Linked DNA regions of Mus musculus: region 1 is linked to region 2. Evidence: chromatin contacts called from public Hi-C data. All regions are on one chromosome and are shown on one strand. The core of a region is the stretch at or near the end of the contact, and the rest is flanking DNA. Distances in the headings are between cores, read along the strand shown. Region 1 overlaps Dnah8 (dynein, axonemal, heavy chain 8). Region 2 has its middle 14 kb from the start of Btbd9.

The links. Hi-C and Micro-C count contacts between places; a contact is called where the count stands out from the background.
Region 1: a contact with region 2 is called in a Hi-C map of stem cell-derived motor neurons, with 4 times the contacts expected there. The contact joins two enhancer-like sites. A contact is called at or near these places in 7 of 484 Hi-C or Micro-C datasets (the Ba/F3 cell line, LSK cells, the N1E-115 cell line and 4 more), 4 of 115 datasets of contacts at active chromatin or transcription factors (embryonic stem cells and neural progenitor cells) and 3 of 9 other capture datasets (adipose tissue, liver and pancreatic islet).

What each region holds. Positions count from the first base shown.
Region 1 is chr17:30,745,476-30,748,320 of GRCm38.p6, reverse strand. It overlaps Dnah8 (dynein, axonemal, heavy chain 8), which reads right to left. Exons shown (of 93, transcript NM_013811.3): 50 at 1,317-1,563; 51 at 933-1,174; 52 at 334-474. Among named protein-coding and RNA genes, the nearest start is that of Gm24661, 35 kb to the left of the region's middle. Within about 2 kb of position 1,505, at least 10 of the 459 cell types and tissues checked have an H3K27ac peak or open chromatin away from gene starts, as enhancers often do. A contact at or near this core is called in stem cell-derived motor neurons, where this site is marked.
Region 2 is chr17:30,589,148-30,592,012 of GRCm38.p6, reverse strand. No RefSeq gene overlaps it. Among named protein-coding and RNA genes, the nearest start is that of Btbd9, 14 kb to the right of the region's middle. Within about 2 kb of position 1,357, at least 43 of the 459 cell types and tissues checked have an H3K27ac peak or open chromatin away from gene starts, as enhancers often do. A contact at or near this core is called in stem cell-derived motor neurons, where this site is marked.

The sequences.
Region 1 (2,845 bases), core at 256-2,755, 160 kb before region 2:
GCTTCGGTCGGGCTGTGTGACCAACGGAAGTGAGGAATGAGTTGGGAAGCCACAAGTGTGGGTTCTACCCCAGCTCCTGTGGCTGGGTCTGCTTTCCCCATCTAAAAACTAAAAGGCCTCCTCTGTGGCTCCTGGCTCCAAAGTTAGATTACTAGTGTGCGGATTCATCCCTCTTTCTCTAGGGATTCAAATCTCAGAGCCCTCACCCCCCAAGCCACTTAAAAAGAGCTCCTAGGCTGTAGGACTTCCTATACTAGGTGCCCCGTGAGGCAGCCGAGCGGAAAGCTTCAGGTGTTTTCAGAAGGGTGGGTACAAAGCAGAGCGGAGTCTCACCTGCATGATGTAATTACACTCCAGGAGCTGCATCTTGGGGTTGAGGCTTAGTTTCATGTACGTGTATGCGTCTTCAAACACCTTATCATACAGACTCAGGAAGACGGAGGCTTCCTGCTGGCTGCGCTTCTTCAACCATGCCTGAGGTCAAAGGACAACATCTAAGCACTAGGAAAGTGTAGAGCTGCCAGTGCGACTCTGTAGATCAAGTGCTTGCTTGTCTTGCGAGCTCGGAGACGTGGGGTTGATTCCCCGAACTCACATCAAAAAAAAAAAAAAAAAAAAAAAAAAGCCGGATATGCTGGCATGTGCTCATGATACCAGCGATGGGGTTTGGGGAGGGGGAGGGGACAAGCAGGTCCTTGGGACCCCCTGGGTAGTCAGCCTAGCCTCCTTGACAGGTTCCAGGCCATTGAGAGACACTATAGACAAAGTAAAAGAAGTGTGGATGGTAAGGTGGCTTAAAGAAAAACACCCAAGGTTATCCAATGGCATCCCCATGTACCCGTACACTGGGCTATCTGCACACGCGTGTACACACGTAAGCAAAAATGAGAAGAGCAGAGACCTGTAGACCCTGGCCTGTTTCCGGTCCCCACCTGTAATATCGGCCTCCAGCTGAGAGCCGAGCTGCTGATGTATACCATGCCCATCCTTGACACCGTGGCAGGAGAGGCGTTCTCAATGTTGTGCACCTCAAACAGCAGCTTACAGGTAGGGGCCATGGGGATGCGGTCCCCGTTAGCCAGGGTGAGCGTCTTGTTATCGTCCAACACGGAGTTTAAGTTCTCAATCCAGATGGCATCCACGGGGCCGTCTAGGATGAGGAAGATGTTCTCACCTGCAAATGAGGACGGGAAGTAGGGGAAGATAGATCGGTTTTTCCTTCTGCAACTAATGAAAACGGGAAACTGAGCAAATGCAAGGTCCGTTCTAATAAGCTCGCAGGGAAAGAGTGAACTCGGAGGGAGGCCCGTGCCTACCCTTTTTAGCTTTTAATGTCTTCCTCCACAGAGTGGAAAAGATCCCATCTGTCCAGTCGTTGGTGGCTGTATCCAGCCTGCCGAACATCTGAGGCGCGGTAATCGCCTTTGGATTCATTCGCATCTCTCTGTGAGGCCTCCCACACTCCGTTAATGATTTCATCAGAATTGTTATGACCGTCGTCTTCCCAGAACCGCTGGGCCCGAGGGTCATCAGGCCATGCCGTACCAGAGAGGTCTCATATAACTACACCATCAAATGACACATTGGGAAACGTAGGTTATTAGTCTCCGGCTGATGTTTCTGCGTGCTAGCTGAAATTTTAAAGGCTTTAAATAATATCTAAGTGTCCTTTGTTTCACTGGATTTGGGAAGCAAAACTAGTGTGGCGTTGAAAAACAACATAGGTGATAAAGTAATGATGTCGTGGGGCTTGAATTACATTTTGCAAATAATTAATTCAGGATCTGCTTTCTGCCTCATGTGACATGGGTGGGTGGGTGCGTGTGCTGTGTGGTGATGTCGCCCCCCAGTGGTGGAAAGCAGCAGCGCACAGCATCTCGGTAAAGATCTAGGGTGCCCCTGAGCCTGCCTCTGGGTCTCCAGAGGCACAGCTTGAATAAAGATTTTTGCATGTGGAAGTGATTTACTTGGGGAGAGCCCTCGGAAGATACAAAGAAGGGTGTGGATATTACAGTCCCAGGGATGGGAAGACTGGGGTAAGGTGCAACGGAGGACAGCTGCAGCAGGCAGACAAGCATGACCCCACCAGGGACTCTCCACCTAGAAGCAGAGGAACCTGGCCTTCCTATCCCCTCGCCCAGCCATCCTTCCTTGAGGGGATAGTACTTGGGAGCAATAAGTGCTCGGGAAATGCCTGCCCCTGCGCCCACACACAAAGTGCCTTCAGTCTTCCGTTTGCTCCGAGAACAAGAAGCATACATGGGTACGTGGGAGTGGGAGAGAGGATTTAAGGAGGCATACTAAGAACACAGCAGGGAGTGGGCTGTGGAAATAGCTCAATCAGGAGGGGCTTGCCTAGAGTACGTGATGCCCTCGGCTTCTGATGCACCGTGTAAGGGGGCACACTCCTATAATCCCAGCACTCCAGAGACAAAAGCAGGGGGGGGGGGCAGTCAACAGGTCAGGGCCATCCTCGACTATATAGGAAGTTCTAGGCCAGCCTGGGCTAAAGATCTAATGTAGTTGAGCCATAACACATGTTCACACTCACACATATGCACATCCATGCACACACACACACACACACACACACACACACACACACACACACACACTTGTAGGGAGAGTTTTGGTTTCTTTAACCACCCAGTGACCTTATGTGTAAATGTTTTTGTTTTAGTCCCAGGTGTGGGGTATGGGCCTGCTTCAATCTGTCTACAGCTGTTAACTATGATTGTCTCGTCCTCGGATCGGGGCAAGGGCAGTGGCATGGTTTTTGCCAGCTGCAGATAGTTTCATTCTGGGAACTCTGAGGAGGGCATACATGCCTGAGCCCTAAGAGAGG
Region 2 (2,865 bases), core at 108-2,607:
CTTTGCCTTGTGGACAGGTACTGTGCCTTCTCGGGGCAGAAGTTTACTGCAACATGCATCCCATTCCAGGAGGCTCCACCTAAGTAATTTGCCTTGTAGGAGCTCATTTCCAAGTACCATTTTGGGGAGTGGGCCTAGTCAGAGGAATTTCGAAGGACCCCAGAGTTGTCCCATAGCATAGTACACAGACCTTGACAACTTGGTTGTGGAGGGACCTTTGTTCTCAAGATGCTGTTAGAAGCATGGGAAGGCCCAAGGGCATGCACTGCAGAGTTGGCCTGCAAGAAGTCCTGATACCTACAGCTTGTTCATCCCGTCACTTGACACATATATGATCAAAGATGGCTAAGGCCAGTCAGTGCTGTGTGTCCACTAAAAACGGCCATTGAAAGGAAGTAACCTGGGATTCCTCACTTGTCTAAGGGCTGAAAGTGTTTTCCAAGGCTCTGCAGCCAAATTGATCTCCTTACGTTCTGGAAGACCAACAGTTTTATGTGATGTTACTTATTTACCATTTCCCAGTGGGGGGGGGGCTCTGACTTTGTGTGGTGACATGCTGAAATGAGGTTTTGTTTCTTTAAGTGGGAGTTGAAATGCAGGTGAAATGCTCTCATCCCGAGGCCACTGTATCCAGCAAGATCACTAACATAACTCATAGCCTACTGAGGTTATGCTTGTCAACTTCTCTCCTGTAAACTTAATCTCCGGCCACCTCCTTTTCTACACTGTTCTCTTCAGAGGAAAATAAACTATGTGAAACTCCAAACTGAGGAGTCATGAGGCTGGCCATGAGCACGTGGAGAGAGGGGGAAGGGGAATGAGAAGAGAGGGGAAGGGGAAGGGAGCAAGAGAGGAGGGGGTGTGAGTCAGGCACACCTGGCTGTTGCCAGGTAACTGTGGGCGGAGCCTAGACTAAATGCCAACTTGAATGACATCACACCAACCAACATCCTCCTCCACTAAATACCACTTGTCAAACCAACTGAAAACGGGCCCCCACACATTTCCAGAATGACCCCTAGGGGTCAGTACTGCTCCGCTGAAACCACTGGTCTTTCTTAAGATTTCTGATTCTAGTTTCTTCAAAGAGGAATGGGTCCTGATAGCGTTTCCAAGGGAATGAATGGGCAGAGTCTTCACTTCGATAGTTTCCGGCAACGGACAGCGGGGATTTTCCACCTCTGATCAGCAGCTACATACCTGAGCCATTTGTCTTCGGGAGCCCTTCTATACAGTGTTTTATGTAGTGTTTTGCTAAATTGCATACTTAGAATTTCGAGGCAACTAATGGAACACGTTAGTAACGGACAGTTGAGCAGTAACACCAAGGAAACAGTAACCCGGACGACACAGAATAGCCAGCTAGTGACAGTTAGCTGTGCTTAAGCAGGCTTCTCTTCAATGGTGATGACTCAGCTCAATCCAGTCAATAGTTAAGAGAAATTACAGCAAGTGCATAAATCTGAGGCCTACTGTCCAGGTGGTGGGGGTGCATGTCCTCCAATCCCGGTGCTCGGGGGTTGGGGACGGGGGACAGGGAGCAGGGAGAAGAGGCAGGCAGATGGAGGTCAGCATGGTCTACAGAGCAAGTTCCAGGACAGCCAAGGGCTACATAGATAAATCCTTTCTCAAACCGCACCCCCCAAATGAGACCTACTGATGTTAGCATATTACAGAATATTTTTTAAAAGGATTTATTTATTTACTATATGTAAGTACACTGTAGCTGTTTTCAGACATCCCAGAAGAGGGCATCAGATCTCATTATGGATGGTTGTGAGCCACCATGTGGTTGCTGGGATTTGAACTCATGACCTTTGGAAGAGCAGTCAGTGCTCTTACCCACTGAGCCATCTCTCCAGCCCCAGAATATTTTTAAAATGCTAATACCCAGGACTTTTAGAGCTGTAATAAAATAGGTACCTCATAAATGTCATCAAAATACACATTATGGCTGAAGACAGGGCTAAGAGCAGTGGCTGAGTTGAGTTTCCAGCACCCATGTTGGGTGGCTCACATCAACCTTTTTAGATTTGGCATCTTTTTCTGGGCTCTATACTCACAAACACACATACACACACAGGGTAAACATAATTCTAAAAAATATACATATATATATGTGTGTGTGTGTATTTTAAAGCACATTAGATTTACAATAGTCTTTAAGAGTTTAAAGGCTTTCAAATGCTTTATTTATTTGGCTAATGCTGTGGCTTTCTACATCCTAGAAAATATTCAGTGGTTTTAATTTCTAAATTAAATGTGGCTTGTTGCTTGCATTACTTTTTTACAGTAGGAAAAAAAAAAAGGGAAGCCGGGCGGTGGTGGCGAACGCCTTTAATCCCAGCAATTGGGAGGCAGAGGCAGGTGGATTTCTGAGTTTGAGGCCAGCCTGGTCTACAGAGTGAGTTCCAGGACAGCCAGGGCTACACAGAGAAACCCTGTCTAGACAAAACAAAACAAAACAAACAAACAAAGCTGAAACAGGTTAGGTAGAAAACAGTCATGAAAGTCAGCGCTTTCTCATCCACTGCCCACTGTTCACTCTGAAGCAGTGTTCTTTTTCTTTTCTTTTTTGGCTAATGTTCATTTTGTATTTTAAAACTATAGTCTCCTAGGCACACCCCTCCCAGCCCTAACTCCCCAAGTGTACTGCTAACTTCCTCAAGCTGTGTCCAGAAGCCAAAGACAAGCAAGCCTCTGCCCCTCCAGATCGACAGACGGCCTACATCTCAGGGCTGTGATTTCTCCCTTTTCTCGGTTAGCTACAGGAATAGAAAGTCTCTACCTAGGGACCCGTTGATCTTCAGGGCTGTCCTTCCTGACCCCCCTCCCAGGCCAAAGCTTCAAGGTTCCTGCCTGGCA